2 separate regions of the Mus musculus genome follow, and region 2 is linked to region 1. A link is a contact called in public promoter capture Hi-C data. All regions are on one chromosome and are shown on one strand. Each heading gives the region's core, a stretch centred on a gene start, on an enhancer-like site or on the middle of the called end of the contact. The rest is flanking DNA. Distances are from core to core; before and after follow the strand shown.

Region 1 (5,372 bases), core at 2,611-5,110:
GTCAGAGGCAGCTGCGAACTGCATGCTGTGAGTGCTGGGTGGAAGTCAGAGACAGGTTCTCCGTAAGAACAATACATGTTCTTAATGCTGAGCTGTTGCTCCAACCTGGACTGCAGATTTTTTGAAAGGAACACTCACATACTGAAAACACTGGGGAAGAGAAATGCTTGCTCCATCTTAAAACTAACAGTAAGGCCCCAGGGCCCTCCCTCAACAACAGGGGTCCTTCCTCCCCGCTTTGGCATGCCCAGGACCCATGGCTGCTTAACAGCATTGTCAGGGATGGACCATCTTGCCTGTGAGGGCTGGGATGGCCTTTTAGCCCTCTCTGGCTGGCTGACTCCCCACTACCACCATAAAGCTCAGTCCTAAGGTCATGCCCCCCCACCAGCCCCCCTCAGGATGCTCGCTCTTGCTTCCTGTTCCTGCCTGTGGGGTCGTAGGCACCTACCCTCTGCTACCATAGCACTGGTGCAAGCCTCTCCACTGCTCTGAACCCCAAACACAAACAATATTCAAGGATCCCAGAGAAGGGAACCAGGGCAGCCTGGAACATCCTGAGAAGACGGAGCAGAAGAGAAAGAAATCAGAGGGACAGAACATAGCAAGGCCCTAGAGCATGTTATGTTGGTAGCAAGGGACTGGGCTGGGGCTCTCTAAAAACAATTGTGTTCTTAAATTACACAGTCCATCCATCCATCCATCCATCCATCCATCCATCCATCCATCCCCCTCCTCATTGAAATCTACAGAGATAGTAACACATACATACCTTTATACACATATGACTTTATAAGAAACATATGGCCGATTCAGTCTTAATCCTCCTGTGACCAAGCATCCACCCACTTCAGCCCAAAACAATGGTGAGATAAAATCAAGTTCTGTTCCCAAGGAGACAGCTGAGTGGGCCCCATTCCAGTCAGTGTCAGGAGTGGCTGAAGACAGGTCAGCGGGGTAACAGGAGTTCAGAGGGGCCATTACTGATGAATGAGCCATCCCTAACAGCTCTTCTATAGAGTTGGGGCAGTCATCACGTGCCGAGTCTGAAGGCAGCTGCCAAGGCCAGGGAAAGCTTCTCCCTGAGAAGTGCAGCATGGGCAAAGCAGCAGATAGAATCAGAGACCACAAAGAGTTCCACCAAGACCAGGAAAAGGAGAGAGGTGCAGGTATATTGCAAGAAATAGGCCAAGTTGGTAACGTGGGTCACAAACAAAGGGTCACCTGTTAAGCAAGACCTCCATCCCGATGCATGTGCAGTGAAGAAGTAACAAGGGGGCATGCTACAAGTTCTGTGCCAGAGCCTGAAGGCAGGGACCATGTGCACTTAGCTTACTGGTATTCACCCTAAGCCCAACAAAGAGCTTTTAAAAGATGTCCAAGCACTCAGCATTCGTCATTTACACTGCTGATGTCCAGGACTACAGCTGCTGATCAAGCCACCTCTTCCCGCAGTTTACCAGAGGCACAGAAGACAAAAGCTGCCTCAGAGTCCCCCTAAGAGCATGTGGGTCGCAGTGTCAATGAGCTGAGTCCCCGGGACTGCTTCCCAGAATATGGCCCTAATAGCATCAGCAAGAGGCAACCCTGAGAGCTTGTGAGAAATGCAGTCCCAAACACCAAGGCCTGATAAATCAATCATAAACTCTAGGGTAGACCCAGCAAACAAGGCTTACACAACTGGGAATTCTAATTCACAGACATGTTTGAAGGCCCTGGATCTGGGCATTCAGTATGTTCACTGAAGTTAAGTTTTTATATATTTATCTTAACTGGTAGCATCATACTATGTGACACTGTAATACGAGACAACAGGCACGTCTTGGATTTATTTTATTTTTGCAGTGCTATGGATCTTAATGAGGGTTTTGTAAAGTATTCTACCACTGAGCTAACCTCTTAGCCCCAAGGGTACCTTTAAATAAGTTTCAGATTAAACAATGACTCTACCCATCATGTGCACCGTGACTATTAAATAAAGTATAAAAATACATCTGTCTTTTCAAACACTGGCCAAATCACATGATCTTAGTCAAAGGCAATTGTTTGAACTCAAATTAACACCATTTTCTTAAGAAATGCACTCAGAAAGGGGCTCCTCCCTACTGACCCAAATCTACCACCCACACAAATCGAACAATAATAAATTCCCTTCAAAAAACCCTCCAGATCTGAACATAAATAGTCAGGGACAGAAACCAATGAGTCACTCACACAACAGAAAAATATACTACAGAAAGCTAAAGGCACCATTGCCCAACCCATGTTATTAGCTAAGTGCAGTGAAGCAGCTTGTTTGGAGTGTGTGCTCGCATGTATACACACACACACACACACACACACACACACACACACACATACTACACACACACACTCTGCCTGTGCACCTCTCCCCAGCTCTGGCCTCTGCAAACCCGGAGGCATGGTAAAAAGAACCAGAGAAGACACCTACTTCCTTATTTGTCCCCAAGCCTCTCCCAGCCGCGGCACAGGTGTAAGCCTGGCACGGGTGCTATGGAGGCTAAAAGGAGGCCTGGAAAGAGTCAAGAGGTTAAGTTATGGAGCAGGAGAGAGGAGGGAGAGTATGCTTTCAAATAAGCCCTCGCCAGGGGCTGGGGAATAGTGAGGAGCTAGGGAGTGGCTGGGAGCAGGGGAGCAGTGGGAAGCAGAGCTGCTGGGCTTCTATGCTGTTCCTAATCTCCTACCCAGTAGGGGCCAGGGCTTCATCACAGGCATCTGGGAGGGAGCAAACATTGAACCCATAGGAGAGGCAAGGGCCCCTTCATTCTACTTACACCAGCAGGGAGGAGTCCTGCAAACATGGTGTGTCCACTGCATTATCCCAGGGCAGGGGGCATGTCCTATAGTTTTAGACATGTATTAAAGTTTTCATTTGGGCATGGTAAAGACTATTACAAGGGCTGGAGGTACACCCCTAGTGAAGCCCGTGATGAGCCCTTGTGAAGCATTTTTTATAAAATGATTCCCCCTGCCCCCCCACCCCCCCCCCACACCTCTAAACAAAACAGAAGAGAGTTGTGCCTTGGGCTCAGAGACCAAAAGGATGGTCTGAACTCTGGTGGGAAGGACAAGCAGACTAACATAACAGCTCAAAAACGCCCAAATTTCCCTTTCTGGGCCAGGGAAATTGTAAGATATTTATCTACATACTTCCATACCTTTACCTATTAATGACAAGATACACTTTTAATGGGCAAGCTTGCTACAGTGGAACTTCCCAAGGACACACACTCCTAATACTTCCTTATACTCTCCCCCGGCCTGCCCTTGAACTCCTGCTGCATGTTAGCATTTGCTAGCACTGCACTCCAAGCAGCTCTCTGGCGACTAAGTCTTTGCCATGATGGGGTGCAGGGTCTGAAGCCCCTGAGCATATGCGTGTTGTGGCAAGGCTCTGAAGCAGGGCAATGGTGAAGGGCAAGCTGGGGTGCACTGGGGACTCCACTCCGCTCCGGAGATGAAGCTTTATATCCAGAAGCTACGGAAGAACGAGCAGAGTCACGTGGCAGAGATGAAGCTTTATATCCAGAAGCTACGGAAGAACGAGCAGAGTCACGTGGCAGCCCATGCAGGGCAGACATTCATAAGTGCTGGGGCACGGGAGAACGTAGGAAAGGAAGCAGGCGGTGTGAGAAGACTCTCAGGGAGAAAGTCCCAGGAGGAGTACAGGGAAGAAATGTGTGAGCAAGGGAAGAGTCAGAAAAGCCATGGCTAGGGAACAACCGGAATTCCACAGGGACCTTTATCTAAGTCGCTGCTGGACCGCAGGCCTGAGTGGCTCACAGCTGTAGCCAGGACCTCTGCTGCCCTCCTCCCCCGCCCACCTGCCTTGTGGGTATATGTCGCTGAAATTCTAGTCCCGCCCACCTATTACACAATGCTTATCTGGGTGTGATCTAAGGCTGGAATCCATGAAAGGAAGCCTGTGAGTTGGGAAACACTTTTGTGCTTGCTCGGAAGAGGGGATGAGGAAGTTTAAGCATAGAGGGATGCTATGAAACAGAAGTTTAAACTAGTGGACCCAGTCCTTGCCCGACTCCTATAATGTTCAGCTTGTTAAATGTGAAATTGTGGCCTCTCTCCATGGAAAACACAGCACTAAGGCTTTCCTGACCAGGCAAACATCCTGGACATATCAGCTTAAGAGACAGCATCGTCCTTAGGTATCCGCAACTGTTGAGGCAGCTGGCAGACTGAGGCAACCAAGCAAATGGCCACACATAGTCTAAGGGACCAGAAGATGTCTTTTTGACAATATGACTCTTCTGCAAAAATGACAGCCTCTGTGATGTTAAGTGTGAGCTGAACATAGGTGTGGCAGTAAAGCCTATAATCCAAGCACTCAGGAGGACTTCTGAGGTCAAGGCTGGTCTGGCCTACACTGCAAGAGTTTGTGTCAGAAAACAAAGCTGAACAATGTGGCTGCCATTTGTAGGGGAGGTGCCTACTTTTGTTTTCTAAATCCCCAAAGAGAAGAGGCTGTCTGCATCCTATGTGATTACAGCTTCCACTGACTGGTCCACATCCCTCCTATCAGGTAGACGCTGTCATTACTCTATGCTATACCTGCATATCTATGGAGGACATCGCAAAACCAGTGTTAGCCACACAGGTCACAGAGGAGCCACAATGGGGTAATCACCTCACTAGACTGACCACTAGCAAATTAACCAGAAAATAGCAAGAGAAGATGTGTGTGTGTGTGTGTGTGTGTGTGTGTGTGTGTGTGGAACCCTAGGGCACCGGGAAAGCACCAATGCTGTGAAAAGAGTGTGGCACATTAAAAATACAAGGGTCATTTGGTCAGGCGCCTCACTTCTGGCATTTGCACCAAGGTTCACAGTTAGTCACAACTGCTAAGAAATGGGTACTAAAAAAGGCCAGTCAATATAAGTAAGCAAAACCACACGTGGCACACAAAACACTGCAGGTATAATTTGACCTTGAAAGGGAAAACCTGCTATGAGCTAGCAAGAGGAAACTACTTAAATAAACTTGAAACAAGAAGACAAAGGCTGCCTTTCACAGGAACCATGTAAAGTAGCCACATTCATAGAAATAGAAAGTAGAACAAAGGTTAGTGTGGGCTGGGGACAGGGGAGGGTGCTAATGGCTTTAAGGGTTTCACTTTTACAAGAGGAAACTCACAACCAAAGCTGAGCATCTCAGCCGCTTCGAGGTGTAAGTGTGTGTTTTACACACAAACCAATGCCAGGGCACTACTCTGATCTGCGAGTACCTCCAAGGTCACGCAAGTACCTCCAAGGTCACCAAGTACCTCCAAGGTCACCCAAGTACCTCCAAGGTCACACAAGTACCTCCAAGGTCACCCAAGTACCTCCAAGGTCACC
Region 2 (5,818 bases), core at 2,144-4,643, 820 kb before region 1:
TAGGATCTAAGGAGATGATTTAGAGACAGACCTCAAGATGATTTTGAGAATGGTGAAAATGGTTTTCAGAGGGAAGATGCAGTGAGCAGAGAAAACAGACCATGACAATGTGAGAAGCAGTTTAAACTCGGAAGCAAACAACAAGATTTGAAAGGGAGATGAATGTTAAAAACATAGTATTATAGAGACTGGCTTAAGATGTTTGTGGCTAATCAAGAGGAAGTTAAAAAAAAAAAAACAGTATTTTCAGGCCTGCATGGTTGGGAAAAAGGATGCCGAAGACAAGGAAACTGGGAGGCAGATTTGGAACGACCAAGTGTTGCTTATTTTAATTATAAATGTAGCAACTGCATCAGCCAGGGTTCTCTAAAGAATCAGAACTGATAGGATGAATATACACATATTAAAGGGAATTCATTAGAAAAGTTTGCAGAATGTGATCTGGAAAGACTGGGAACCTGGGATTTATGCAGTCTACAAGGTTAGATGTCTCAGTAGTCTGTCTGGTGCTGGAGTGCGGGAGAGCTGCTGGTCTTCAGGCTATGCTGGAATCCAGAAATAGGCTCTAATACCAGTGAAGAAATACCAGAGCAAAGGGACAGAAAGACTTGGCAGCAAAAGTGAGGGCAAATACTCCCAAAGCAAACGGACTTTCTCCTATGTCCATTTATCTAGGCTGCTCTTCTGGCTTCAGAAAATCTGATCAAGAAAATCTTTCACAGCTGCGCTCAGAAGCCTGCCTTTTAGTTGATTCCATATATAGGCAAGTTGACAACTAAGACTAGCTATCACAAGTCTACCACTTGCCAAGTTGACACAAATCACATCTTATGCCATGATGATAAATTTCCAATGAAAACAGTAACAGGACATACTTTGCCTAGCATGACATGATGATTCATCCCATGAACAACGGCAGAGGCAGCATGTGCTTTAGAACAGGTAGCAAAGCCCCTTGAAGAATGCTTAGTCTTTCAGTCTCTCAAAACTTAAATATGGCAGTCAGCCATAGTGACACACCTTCAACTCCAGCACTCAGGAAACAGACCGACAGGTCTCTGTGAGTTCCAGGACAGCCAGGGCTACATAGTGAGAACCTGTCTCTAAACGACAACAACAAAACCCTCTTAAATATGATAATATAGACTTAAAACATTTAACCACTGATATTTTCTCTATTGATGTTACATTATACAATAAATAGAGGGGAAAAAAGAAATAAAGGAAAACACAAATATTGTCTTAATGTATGCATATATTCACAAATGTGTTTTTAACAAAACATAGAACAAACAGTCTCATGTCAGTTATAGCTTATTTCTGCTGGCCTTAGCTGGTATTTATAACTACCTTCCTCTACTGCCTGCTCTTCGCTTCCTCCACCCTTCACCTCAGCAGGTCTTGGCTCCTTCTCTGGAGAATAGAACAATGCCTTCATTCTGGAAGGATCCCTTTGCTGTTCTGCATGCATTACGTGGTAGTTTCCCACTGACTTTAATCACAGGACATGGTAGCACAACAGACACCCTAAAGGATCTCCTGTACTTCAGACACATCTTCCTTGCTTCAGTCACCTCCCCTAACACTGCTTACTCCTTTCTTAGCCTGTTGGCTTCCAGCATCAGAAGCTCAGAAGTGGCGGTGGGGGGGGGGGTGTTAGTTTCCTGTGCAATGGAATGTTTGTTTTACCTTCTGGAAGAAGTGCTCACCTGTCTGGAACCAAAACGTCTAGGCCAGCAGAAGTTAAGGTCACCGGAACAGGAAACAAAATTTTCCCAGTAGTCACTAGGGATGATAGTGAGCGGACCCATCCTTATTCCCATGCCTTGGTCCCAGGACCTATGAATCCTGGCCATGAGAGAAACTGTACCATATATCACACACTGATTCAGAACATATACTATCTTTTGGAGAACCATGCTTCATGCCAGGTTGCTGCCACCTTATTGCCCCTGTAAGTGAGTCATTAGAAGGTCATTCTGCCATTCTACCAAGGCAACTTTTTTAGGGTGTTAGGGAACACAGTAAGACCAGGGGATTCCATGAGCATGGCCCTAATGTCACACTTCTCTGGCTGTGGTCAGAAGTGATGCTATGTGGAATGCTAGGATAGCGGATAAAGCATTCTCTAAGTCCATAGATGGTGGTTTGGGCAGAGGCAGTACATGCAGGAAAGGCAAAGCCATAACAAGAATAAGCATCTATTCCAGGAAGGACTAAACATTGCCCTTCCCACAAAAGTTGTTCAATGTAGAAACCTTGCCAGTTGGTTGCAGGTTGGTCATCCTGGGGAATGGTGACATAGGGGCTCTGTGTTGGCCTCTGCTGCTGGTATATCTGGTACTCAAGAGCAGCTAGAGCCAAGTCAGCTTCGTTGAGCAGAAGCCCATGTTGTTGAGCCCATGTTTAACCTTCTGATTGGTGCCTGCACATTGTACAGAGCCAGCCGGGCCCTAGTCTTCTCTTCCTTAGTTAATCACGGTAGGGCACATCCCATGAGGCCATGGTGCATTCTTGGGAGCAGATGCATTGCATCAGGAGTAGAAGAGACATTTAGGAAGCTTCTTCATGTAGCTTGTTGGTGCCCTCAGAACCCACCTTGGCCCTATCATGTATATCACTTCCATTTGGTAATGGGTTGTTGCTGAGCACACCCTACTTTATGGCTTGGTGGGTCAGATAATACCCTAGCTCATGGTGGACAGCTTAGGTCTCATTGTCGAATGCTGTTTCTACAGCTCAATAGCTGGCTAAGAGCTGATCCTCAAATGGTTCCCTTCAGCAGACGGTGATAAAGCTTTGCTCCAAAATCCCAAGGGTCTCTGTTTTGATTCACCTATGGGGCTTGCCAGTGACTCTGAACAGCATTCCTATCTGCCTGTGACATGGCAGGTACCAGTAGGTCTCTTGGATGGAGCAGTCTGTACAACAGCCTGGGCCTGCTGAAGAGTCTTTTCCTGTTCCAGGCACCATCCATGGCTAGCAGCTTTCTGAGGCACTTAGTGTGTGCTGCCTCCAGAATCCAGAGAGACCCACTAAACACTGTGCTGCTTTCTTGGTGGTGGGAGGGGCCAAGTTTAACGACTTATCTTTCACCTTAGAAGGAACATCTCTGCATACCTCACAGCACTGGCCTTCTAGAAATTTGACAGAGGTGGAAGCCCCTGAGTTTTGGTTGGGTTTCTCTCCCATCCTCGAATGCACAAATGTGCAAGTCTAAAGTGGTTGCTACCTCCTGTTCACTTGGTTCCATCAGCAGATGGAGGAACTGTTTGGGGATGTTTATGTGGCACAATCTTGCTGGAGGAAGCACATCACTGGACTCGAGCTTTAGATTAAAAGGCCTGCATCATTTCCAGTTCACTTCCTCTGCTTCCTGCCTGTGGTCCAAGATGTGAGTTCCCAGCTTTCAGTTCCTGCCTGCCGATTGGTGCCACACCTCCCTGCCATGATAAATTCCTATTCCTCTGGAACCATAAGCCCAGAAAGATTTGTCATGGTATTCTATCACAGCAAAGAACAGAAACTAATACAACAGCCAAATGGATACATATGATAGGGATCTATAGTAGAACCAGCTTATCTTTAAAGATTAACTGATTTAAGAAATAAAAGCTTCATTATGTGCTTTTTGTTTTGCTGCAGGGCTGGGATTGAACCCAGGGCCTTGCACACACCAGGCAAATCCTCTGCTAATGGTCTGCATCCCCAGCCCTTGGTTTTTGACAAAACACCTTACCATGAAAGTGAAAGTGCCCTTCAACTTTCTGTGTAGCCTAAGGAGGCCCTAAACTCACAACTGTCCTCCTTCTTCCTCTCGTGTGCTGGAATTACAGGCCTGTGTCCAGATACCTTTGAAACCCCAAATTAAGATTAATATTACAGTGATAAATCACCCCTGTTAAAAATAATTGGGGGATATTTCTCATTTAATCAGTAAATAAAAAAATAAAATAAATATGAACTTTTAGTTCTAAGGGATTTGGTTTTATAAGCTCCCTGGCACATCAAAAGCTCAGCAGTTAAGAGCCCTGAGAGAGACTGAAAAACAAAGTGTGGCTTCATGGTTAGGCCCATCTAACAAGGGATTTACCCAAATAAAAGCACTGTAACACATAACTATAAGGTTAGGGTGGAAATGGAAGTGAAAGAAACTTTAACCTTAAAACTAAATTATGCCATCATGCCATATGATGCTGTCATATCCCATAATAGTTGCTCAATTACCAAAATTGCTTATTTAATACGTTTCCTATGACGATGACAGAAAGGATTATAGCTTTCAAAGCATCTATAATTCAGGAGCTGGTATTTAATTTAAAAGTTGCAATACAAGGGATGGAGAAATGGCTCAGTGGTTCAGAGCACGCAATGCTCTTCCAGAGGACTTGGGTTCAGTTCACAATGGCTCACTACCTCTGTCTGTAACTCCAGTTCCAGTGACCCAATGCCTTCTTCTGACCTTGTTAGGCATCAGGCTTTCAGTGTGGTACACACACATGTGTGCAGGCAAAACACCGATACACATAAAAATAAATGCATCACAAAGAATTGCAGAATAGTAGGATAAAGACACTCAAGGCATGCAGGAATAAACTAAGACAGTTGCCGAGGTCAGTGGTAGACTACTGGTCGATCTGAAGCCCTTAGTAGAGGGCAAGCTCCCTTACCAGCTGAAGCTGATGGCTAATGCTTTAAATGAAAACGTCAGCTATCATAAAGCTACATTTATGTGCCATTAATGACATTGTCTTAATTTGAATGTGTAAATGCACACTCATTCACTAGTCTTTTTGTATAGAACTAATGCCTTGCATTCAATATTCATCTCATACTGAGAGTGGTCTTATTGCATAAGCCGCATATGATCTATTATGTATGATTTTTACTTATGGTTTGTATAATGGAGAACTTAAAAGCATTTATGAAAGAATCTGAATACAGAACAACCTGGTCATTATGAAAAAAAAAATCTCATGTCAGACAATAAATTAAACTCAATGCTTCTTTAATGGAGACAATGCACTTAGTGATGTAGTCCATTTGTATTCTCGTCTGAGCACCTTATTCTTTTGACCAGGCAGCTTGTTCATGGTCTTTGACAGGGACAACTTGGGGCTTTGATGACTTTTCTCTTCATCATTTATAATTATCTAGCCTTCATTAAATTTGACAGCAAACTTCAAACAGCTCATTTATACTGAAACATCTCAAAGCACTCAACTTAATTTTTTTTATGGAATTCTCTTTACAGTCATTAATTTAGATGTTTACTGATGTTACCATTACTCTAACTTTGCAGCTACTAAAGACGAGCTTGTGAATGAACACAATCAGCTTAAGTGTGTACCCAACTGCGCGGCTAGGGGAGGAGGGTGTGCATCTACTCAGGAGCAGCCACAGGAGCCTGGTGATCCCTGGGCCCCCAGGATCCATGCACACGTTTCCTAGAGGTCAGTAGGCTGAAGCAGGGAGTCAGCTCAGACTGTTATTTTCTGACATTATCACTTAATGGTAGACAGAGTCTGGGTCGATAGCTAAACCAGTCACTTTGGGCAACTCACTCCCTTGTTTCTTAGTGTGACTACAACTGTCTCCTAAGCCTGTTGCCTAGAGTGCATGTGTGTGGGTAAGACATGACCTGTTGTAACACCTAGAGAACAGGCGTCCCCTCCCTATCTGACAGATGCAGCTGCTCAAGCGAGGCTGACTGGGCTCTGGTGAGTTGAGGGTTCCATGCTTTGGATTTCAAGTGGATTATGCTGCCACTTGCTTTGAAAACAGTGTCACTTGCTGCTCACAGCTACTCCATGGGCAG

What was found. Promoter capture Hi-C pulls out the DNA fragments that hold promoters and counts their contacts.
Region 2: a promoter capture Hi-C map of hematopoietic stem and progenitor cells shows a contact between it and region 1, with 6 times the contacts expected there. The contact joins two enhancer-like sites. A contact is called at or near these places in 5 of 39 promoter capture datasets (the 3T3-L1 cell line, embryonic stem cells, hematopoietic stem and progenitor cells and 1 more) and 1 of 115 datasets of contacts at active chromatin or transcription factors (memory CD8 T cells).

Annotation. Positions count from the first base shown.
Region 1 is chr5:64,296,994-64,302,365 of GRCm38.p6, reverse strand. The region is part of intron 14 of Tbc1d1 (TBC1 domain family, member 1); the gene reads right to left. Among named protein-coding and RNA genes, the nearest start is that of Gm38634, 43 kb to the right of the region's middle. Within about 2 kb of position 3,860, at least 178 of the 459 cell types and tissues checked have an H3K27ac peak or open chromatin away from gene starts, as enhancers often do. A contact at or near this core is called in hematopoietic stem and progenitor cells and memory CD8 T cells, where this site is marked.
Region 2 is chr5:65,117,631-65,123,448 of GRCm38.p6, reverse strand. It overlaps a transcript of Klhl5 not described here. Among named protein-coding and RNA genes, the nearest start is that of Klhl5, 11 kb to the left of the region's middle. Within about 2 kb of position 3,393, at least 56 of the 459 cell types and tissues checked have an H3K27ac peak or open chromatin away from gene starts, as enhancers often do. A contact at or near this core is called in hematopoietic stem and progenitor cells and memory CD8 T cells, where this site is marked.